2 separate regions of the Rattus norvegicus genome follow, and region 1 is linked to region 2. A link is a contact called in public Hi-C data. All regions are on one chromosome and are shown on one strand. Each heading gives the region's core, a stretch centred on a gene start, on an enhancer-like site or on the middle of the called end of the contact. The rest is flanking DNA. Distances are from core to core; before and after follow the strand shown. Region 1 has its middle 59 kb from the start of Calml3. Region 2 holds the start of Net1 (neuroepithelial cell transforming 1).

Region 1 (4,378 bases), core at 1,828-4,327, 120 kb before region 2:
ATTTCTTCGCTTCATTTTCCTGGCTTGTTGCACGGTTTCTCTTGTGTTTAATTTCTGCCAGGATCTTGGTTCTATGTGGCTTAAATAACTTTTATGGGGCAGACTGAGTGACTCAGTGGCCTGTCATTGTGTTTGTCCTCGGCAATGCGTTTAATCTCTCTGAACTTTAGATTCCTTACTCTGTAACTCAGGCAGGCATAACAGTAATCAGCCCCAGACGCTGCGGGCATCCAAAGCCGCGTGTGTAAATGCTTCCTGAGCTTGTTCCAAGCAAAGACATAAGGAAGCATTTTGGGGCTTGTCCTTAGAGGGACTGAATGGAATTAAGAAGAATGTATCCTAGCCCAGGGGCACCAATCAACAAAGCAAAGAGGGACTCTTTCGAACATCAGGGCTGTGAGGAGTTGCGGCTTTGAGTCTGGGAATATCCTAGTCTGGAGAACTGTTTGTGTGGGTGCCGAGACCAACGAAGACACAAGCAGAGACGAGCCAGCTGATGGATCTCTGAGGAGAACAGACACCCCCTCAAGTCTGTTCTGTGGAGGGCTGGAGCGACCCGGAATGCCTGACTCGAGATCTTTGTCACTGGAAACCTTGACTGGGTTTCCATTAAGCACTTTCCAGTAAGAAGATCCTCACTGTCAGGTTTTCCTCCCTGATTTCAGCTCGTGAAGCCTGCGGGGCTGGATGTACATGGAGAACCCCTTCCTTCACTGTTAAAGTCACATTTCAGGAAGTATAGGATTGACTCAGGGGATGGAGTTTGGGTTCTCTGATCCCAAGGAGGAATAAAACCACCCAAACCTTAACTGGACAAAAGGACAGTATTTATCATATAGCTTCCCCTGCCCCACTGGCTGGCCCTCAGCAAGTTTACAACTTAAAGCTAGAAGACCCACCAATAGAACCCCATCTCAAGAGTCACATTCAGGGGCTGGGGATTTAGCTCAGTGGTAGAGCGCATACCTAGGAAGCGCAAGGCCCTGGGTTCGGTCCCCAGCTCCGGGGGGGAAAAAAAAAAAAAAAAAGTCACATTCAGCCCCTCCCCCTCCCTGCCCAAACTGACTGTTCAGGCTTCAGCGGTCCAGATCTGTAAGACTCTTGCTAATTTTTGAGACAGGAATTTACTACGTAACTCTGGCAGGCCTAGAGCTTGCTGTATAGCCCAAGCTGGTCTTCATCCATGAGTCATGGGAATCAACTTCTCAAATGTTGACATTTCAGGCCTGTGCCCCCATGCCTAGTACATCTGCAAGACCCCTCACCTCTGTCACGCATTTCCCACAGAGGTCTTAAAGTAAGGAATCAAAGGTGGCCTGCACCGGGTAGATGCCTGGGAAGACGACTCTAGTTTGCACCTAGACCCTACCAGGCTTTCAGAACAGGCATCCCAGCCACGGCCAGTAGAGGGCCCCCTTCTCTGTTTTTGCAAAACTCAAAGTGAGTTAGTATTAAATATTAATTTACTCAAATAATAAAATACTATAACATTTGGCTTATTTATACTTATGGTATTTATGGGATGTATCTATCTCCCAGAATCCTCTGTCCAACTCTACCATCTAGGAGTGTTAATAATCTGTCTCCTCCTGTGTCCTGAGAACAAAGGTTGGCCCTTAGATGTACAGGGCTCACGTTTTTTGTACTGGGGGCCTAGCACTAGGCCTGGTTAGATCTTTGTCCCAGCTTGGAATGCTAACACGGCTCTCTAGGCCTCCCTGTGACCTGTTGTGGGCAGACCCTAAAAGGCCACCCACAGCTCTGGGCCCTTTCTAACCTGTGCTCCGGGCTCTGCTGTATGGGATGCGCACAATCGAGGTGAGCCAAACTCTGTCTCGTGTCCCTGTGGCCAGTCCAGGGCACTCAGCTGTGGTGGGAGGAAGTACGCCCCAGTGGCTTCAAAGTGGGGATGCACCCTTCCCTCCAAGCCCAGCCAGCCCTGTGGTGCTACCAGGTGACCTGGCACGGGGCACGCCAGGTCTGAGCTCCCTGTCGGAACAATGTGGCCTCCTTTCCCTTGGCCCTCTGTGTTCATGGTAGGGAACAGCCTCTCCCAACAGTGGCCCTTCTCCTGTAAAGCTTGACCTCCGATGTGCCATATCTCTCCTTGGAACCTTTCTTCTTACTGTGGCTCCCAGACAAGGGTTCTGTTGGTCATAGGATCCTTTCCAGCCTCCAGCCTTCACCTCCCCGGGGCTCTTGACTGAGATTCCACACTTGGCTCTTCTTCAGATGTGTGTAATATGTGGGCCTCTTCAAAACACCTGCTTCTGCTCACATTCGAATGAAGGTTCAGGATGAGGCCTGGAAGCCTGTTTGACTGAAGGTTTCTCTGGAGATTTCTGCAACGATCCAGGCCTGAACACAGCACTGTTCAGGACAACTCTATCCTGGGATCCTAGATCTCTTTTGTAGGACTGTACTTTCTCTGGTGAGAATTTCTTTTTTAAAAACCAGGTGTCTTGGGTGGCCTGGAGTTCTCTACACAGCAAAGAATGACCTGGAATTTTTGGTCACCCTGCCTTGACCACCTGAATGCTAAGATTACATGAGTGTGCCACTATACCCAGTCTATGCAGTCCTGAGGACCAAAACCCAGGCTTCCTACACTCCAGGCAGGCACTCTACCAAATGAACTACATACCCAGTCCTAATTTGTATTTGAATGCAGGCTTCATGAGCCTGTGTGTGTGTGTGTGTGTGTGTGTGTGTGTGTGTGTGTGTGTGTGTGTCTGTGTGTGTTTGTGTATGTGTGTGTCTGTGTGTGTGTGTGTGTGTGTGTGTGTGTGTGTGTGTGTGTGTGTAAAGCTATTAACCTTGACATGTTTCCTTATGGGAGATCGTTACCAGGGTTAAAGAAGATAATAAATATAAAATGCTCAGAAAAGGACCCGTGTGTACTCAAGGCCCAGGAAAGGTCAGACACTGTTATGATTAGATTGTTGTCCCAAGTATGTGGAATTATAAGGATTTTGGGACCATTTGTACTGGTGGTCAAGTTGTGGAGTTCAGAACACAGGGCTCTGTGGAGAAAAACACATTTGCGGTTGAGGTCACTGCCAGAGACTGAGGCCACAAGCCTGGGACCCTGGCCAGATCCTGGCAGCAGCCACTCACTTGCTGAGTGACCTGAGCAATGCATTTGACCCCTCAGGGCTCTCATTTCCTCCTCTGCACAACCAAGATTAAGAACGTTCTTGTTTACTTCACACTGGGTAGCAAGAACAAAACCAAGAGGGTAATGGGTCTCCTTATCTTGCCTTTGCTACAACCCAAGGTGGCCAGGGAGACCTGCCCAGGCAGGAGTGAGCACGGGCCTGCACTTCCCGAGAGCTCTTGAAGGAAACTCAAGGAAGTTCGGATGAAGAAAGTTGGGGGAAAAGGGCAACCACCATGAAGCATAATCACCCTTCATTCTTTCTTTAGCCCCTTCCTTTCTGAAATTTTGCATTTTTATGGTTTCTCTCCCCTTCTCCCCTGACCCTCCCTCTTCCTCTTTAACAAAGGTTCATGTGTCGCTCAGATTGGTCCCCAGTTTGCTATGAGGATAACCTTGAACTCCTGATCCTTCTGCTCGAATCTCAAGGGTTGAGATTACAGGTGTGTGCCACCCACTGTGCTGGGTATATGGGGTGATGGGGATCAGGCCTAGGGGTCCTGAATGCTAGGCAAACAGTTCACGGAGTGAACTATGTTCCCAGACTCATTTTCACCCACTGGAGCTTTTCTGTTCAAACTTAGTATCTTAGACTTTCTATTGCTCTGACGAAACACCGTGACCAAAGAGCAAGTTGGGGAGAAAAGGGTTTATTCAGCTTACAGTTCCACAACGTTGTTCGTCACCAAAGGAAGTCAGGGCAGGAATTCAAGCGGGGCTGAATTCTGGGGGCAGGAGGTGATGCAGAAGCCAAGGAGGGATGTTGTGGGTTGCCCTGGTGTTGTTTACTGAGGGGTGCTACTTACTGACTTGCTTCCCATGGCTTGCTCAGCCTGCTTTCGTATAGAACCCAGGACCAACATCCATCATGGGCTGGGCCCTCCCCCATTGATCACTAATTGAGAGAACACCTTACGGCTGGATCTCATGGAGGTCTTTTCTCAACTGAGGCTCCTTACTCTCTGATGACTCTAACTTGTGATGTGTTTTATAAAAAGAGGGCTGGAGAGGTGGCTCAGTGGTTAAGGGCACTAACTGCTCTTTCAGAGGTCCTGAGTTCAATTCCCAGCAGCCACATGATGGCTCACAACCATCTGTAATGGGATCTGATGCCCTCTTTTGGTGTGTCTGAAGACAGAGACAGTGTACTTATATACATTAAATAAATAAATCTTAAAAAAGATAAAGAGGAGGAATATGTTTTGGTGGAAGTGTGGGGAA
Region 2 (4,478 bases), core at 663-3,162:
CTCCTGGACAGGACTCAGTAGTGATATTTGGAGGTGATGAAAGTCCGCCCCACACTCCCCCGAAGGCTCCCCTCCCCCCTAGTACCCCCTCCCCTGCCCCCACCATGCCAGGCCCAGCTTAATTCTGTAATGGTGGCAGGGGTGATTTGCTTAGAGTCCCTCCTAAAGACAAGCAGCAGATCTGGGAGAATAAACAACGAGTGCTAACAAGGCTCACCCTCAAGGAGCTTCCATTGCAGGGTGATGAGGGTCAGGGTTCACTTGGAAGGGGAAAGCCGCTCAGGAGGCTCTGCTGTTTGCTGAGTTAATCTTTAATCAGACTACGCGTCCATCACATGAGGGAATGAATCTGCCTAGCCCTGGGCTTCTCATGGTTCACCCCCACTAACTCTGTGTCCTAGGACATTGCCAGAGTATCTATAAGCAGAGTTAAGTCTACCTTAAAGCTTTACTGGGATGTATCTTATTGATAAACCCAGCAGCTGGATGAAACCCTTGGGGGAATTTAGCTTTTTGTAGCTTTTTTCCCCTAATGATGTCATTCACTACAGGGCATATTGTAGAGTCAATCGAATCATGGTACTTTTTTTTTTTTATTCCTTTTGGATTGCTCATATATAATCTCTCACTTGGCAACAACTTTAAAAACAGGAAAACAAGAATAAAAAAAGTTTTTTTTCCCTTGAGAAAGATAAAGACGAGTTTTGATCACCAAGTATTCTCTTCTTTTACACTCAGGTCATTAGGGCTGTGTTACCAGTTCTGAAGCCAGGACTCCGTTCCTGGTTATTTGAATGCTCCAAGTAAAGGGACCAGGAAAACAGCCCATGTCTCATACTAACAAAAATGCACATCCTTGATGGCCTAAGAGATAGCTCCTTTGGGTATTTTCACTCACAGAATTGTATGAAGAAGCATTCTCTACCCAGACAATGCTTATTCATTTTATAACATGTAAGAAAAGTGAACCCAAACAAATAACAGAATTCAGTATCAACCCCCACACAAAGATGGCAGCCTATGCATGTAGAACAAACATTCCCTGAGGCATGTGATTAAACTGCTCATGTTTAATTAAAATGGACAATTACATATGTCTCCCCTTCCCCCCCAAAATCACCACTATCAAAAGATCTGGTAGGCTGAAACCATAACCATTTCTACCACGGAAGCGACCAGGCAGCAGGACACACCTCTGCACCAAACAACTCACAAATTACATAAAATTTCATAAAATAATTTTTTCATAAATGTTTATAAAGATTTGAGAAAGCCAAAACGACTTCAAGCAAAGCCAGGCAGGCAGAGGGTGAGTGTTCTGAACTCAAACCTCCCTTCGGAGGAAAAGAGGGCAAGCTTAAGTATGGGGAAAGCAAAGTGAACACGTATCCCAGGTCGGACTTTACTCACTTGTTCTTATTTCTCCTTCCTCCCTTAAACAGTCCACAAGACTTAGTAACAGCAGTTAGAAAAAAACCACAACCATACCGAACACGAGAAACGTTTACTCAGAGACTCAAATATATTTAAAATCGCCTTTGTATGTAACTTTTCAAAATTTAGCTATGCTATATAAAAAAATTTGCTTAAACTTAGACCACAGTTCCTAAACACATTTCAGCCTTGCTTATAATAGTTATACATTTTAGGACGTAATACGGTTAAAAGTTTAAAAGTGAAGTTGCAAAGTCTTAGAAGTTCTGCGGAGTTGGAAAACATTCCTTTGGTCTGCTCTTACCTCCTGCTCCCTGAAGGGCTGGTTATTAACATCTAAGACCCGGATCGTCCTTTTAATGGGCAGGAGACCTCCGATCTCATCATGCGCCACCATGCTTTACAAGTGTCCCTTCAAGTCTTTCGGGTTAGTCCACATGCGAGTCAGCCCTGCAGGGCAACACCGCCAAGACGCCGGGCTTTTCTTCTGAGTGCTCAGCCTGGCCTGGCAGCCATGCGCCCATGCCTCCCGCTCGCGGTGGAGCGCTGTGCTTCTGCAAAGGCAGCGAGCACGCACGCAGACCTCAGGAGCCCGGGGCGGGGCCAGGACCCACGTGACTCCCGATAACAGCCGAGGGGCGCACCTAGGCTGCTCCGTAGCTGTGAGCAGCGTCTGTCCCTCTCAATAAAAAAAGCACTGGAACTTGCACTGCAAGAGCTGAAGCCCACAGGAGGCTGAGTGAACGCCAGGGGAACACACCTCAGTTGCTTCTCTAGCACTTAGTTACAGATCCTTTTCTCTAAAATTAGTGCCTTGGAGAGGACTGAGTATGGGATAAAAACAGCAAAGACTTCTTCTGGGTTAAAAAATTATGTAGTGGGGCTAGGGATTTAGCTCAGTGGTAGAGCGCTTACCTAGGAAGCGCAAGGCCCTGGGTTCGGTCCCCAGCTCCAAAAAAAAAAAAAATTATGTAGTAAAAAGAGCCCAGTTAAGCACATCGGCTTAAGCACAGCTGCAAAATTACCTACCTCTTAAAACAAGGTTCCTATCGGGGCAGAGGGTGGGGGAGACAGAGGAGTAACGGGGAGAGGCATAAGTGAAAATGTCACAGTAAATCTGTTACTTTGTGCACTGAAAAACTAAAGTAGTTACTGCTTCCCTCCCCACCTTTTACAAAAAATTCGAGGACTGACGGAAGCACAGTGGCATCTTCAGTTCACTCTATTCTGGACTGCCCTGTCCTGGGCAAAGCTAGCCTGCGCTAGTTCAAATTTTTAGGCTCAGTATGCTGGTCACCAGACATTTCTGTTTTAAAAAATTAACAATTCACAATTTGGTGTGAGACATTTTATGCCATAAAAACACACATCAGGATCCTTCCCTAAACTTATCTTGATGTGGTCTTAACGGGGTCAACGACCTGCATACAGAACGTTGCATTTTATAGGGGAAGAACAAGCCCACCCCCCAGGGAAAGTCACCCAGGAGGCAAGTTGCTGACTTTGCAAAAACGTTCCTTTATGGAAAGGCATTATTTCTCCAGATAGGACCTGAGATAAATGGAACTCCCTCCTGTGTGTTCTGCACAGTAGGTCCATCTTAACAGTGTGCTGATATGAGATGCTGGTAAACTGCAAGGCTATTGTGAAGTATTTACAAGCATAAACTAAGCCCTGTATGGAAAAGGCACAACTGTAGATACTTGGCTGATAAAATGTAGGCTTATAGCCGAGATCCTAGTGTGTAATGGCAGGCTATATGGGGAGGCAGGGAAAAGGAAGCTTTTGCAAGTTCCAAGTAAGCTGTGCAGCTAGCTAGCAAGTGCCACTCGGGGCCACCCTCCCGCCTGACACAGGGACAAGTCTAAAGGCGGTGATTCCCTGGGCCTCCGATGCCTCTTGCTTCACAGGATTGAGTAAGAAGCACAAGGATGAGGAGACAGACTCCTACAAGGCCGCAGGCTGTCGACAGTGCAGACGCCTGTTGCTAATGTGGGGTTGGAGGTATTGAAGGTGGTTAAAAGGTGACTGGGAAAACAGGCAAATCTCACAAGGCATAAAGTTTTGCCTCAGGTTGGGGCAGTGGGGAAGGAAAGGACACAGGCAAGATGCCAAGGATTTTAAACATATAATAACTTTCACAAGCAGAACAATGATTTTGCAAGAAAATACTAAATTTCATCTTGACACACTGCATTTGAAGCAACAAGAACACACAAATCATTCAGGAGGGGTATTCAGGAGAAGACATTTGCATGGATTTTCTTAGGAAAAATCTGAATGAAAACACAGTTTAAGGGGTACAATTCTGGAGGAATGACCACCAGGGGAAAGAATTCTGCAAACTAAAGAGAGAGAAAGCAAGAAAGAGGGGAAGAGGGAAGGGAAAGATCTGCAGTTCTTTACTGAGCACCTCAAGATCTGTCAGTTGGACAGGGGCAAATCCTGGGAGGGGACAATCAGTGGCAAACAGTGAGATGAGACTAAAGCATGACTTACTAATGTGCAGCCTAGCGCCACCTTGTCCAGGGAAGGCCATTGCTGTCTACTGTCTATGACTACCAGTGTGGTTTTCCTGAGAGGGGGGCCTGTAAGACACTATGTGGACCAGGCTCTGAGTCTGTCTTCTGAGTGCTGGGCCTCAGGCCTGTGCTAACTCATTCAGGCAGCTGCGAGCATCTCACAGGAGGGAGCATCTTGCTGTTTTGAACTTTGAACTTTTTGAGTTGCTATATTCTGTCAATCACCTGTTACTTGGTTACACCTAGGTGACATGTGATGTGCTTAGCCTTAAAGCTGGATGACTCTTTGTATAAGAAGCCTCTTTACAGCACTACTCGGAGGAACCTGGACGCTGTGGACTTTCAGGTAAGATCAAAGGTCTGCTTAAGTTCTTCGAGATAATACGAGTAAATAGTGTACGCCAGGACCCATTGAGTCGTCTGGCACAGTTAACTTCCTCAGTTAAAAAACAACGCAAGTGAGGCCAGTACTATGGCCACACAGTCTCAGGGAAGAGAGGACGAAGTGCAGTAGGAGTTAGG

The links. A called contact is a pair of places that touch in the nucleus more often than the background predicts.
Region 1: a contact with region 2 is called in a Hi-C map of liver, with 4 times the contacts expected there. The contact joins the enhancer-like site here to the promoter of Net1 in region 2. A contact is called at or near these places in 12 of 12 Hi-C or Micro-C datasets (the A7r5 cell line, the Rat2 cell line, Schwann cells and 7 more).

Annotation. Positions count from the first base shown.
Region 1 is chr17:71,388,615-71,392,992 of GRCr8, reverse strand. No RefSeq gene overlaps it. Among named protein-coding and RNA genes, the nearest start is that of Calml3, 59 kb to the right of the region's middle. Within about 2 kb of position 3,077, at least 8 of the 93 cell types and tissues checked have an H3K27ac peak or open chromatin away from gene starts, as enhancers often do. A contact at or near this core is called in liver, where this site is marked.
Region 2 is chr17:71,267,667-71,272,144 of GRCr8, reverse strand. Net1 (neuroepithelial cell transforming 1) reads right to left here and starts at 1,912. Exons shown (of 10, transcript NM_001039023.1): 1 at 1,739-1,912. The coding sequence starts at 1,831.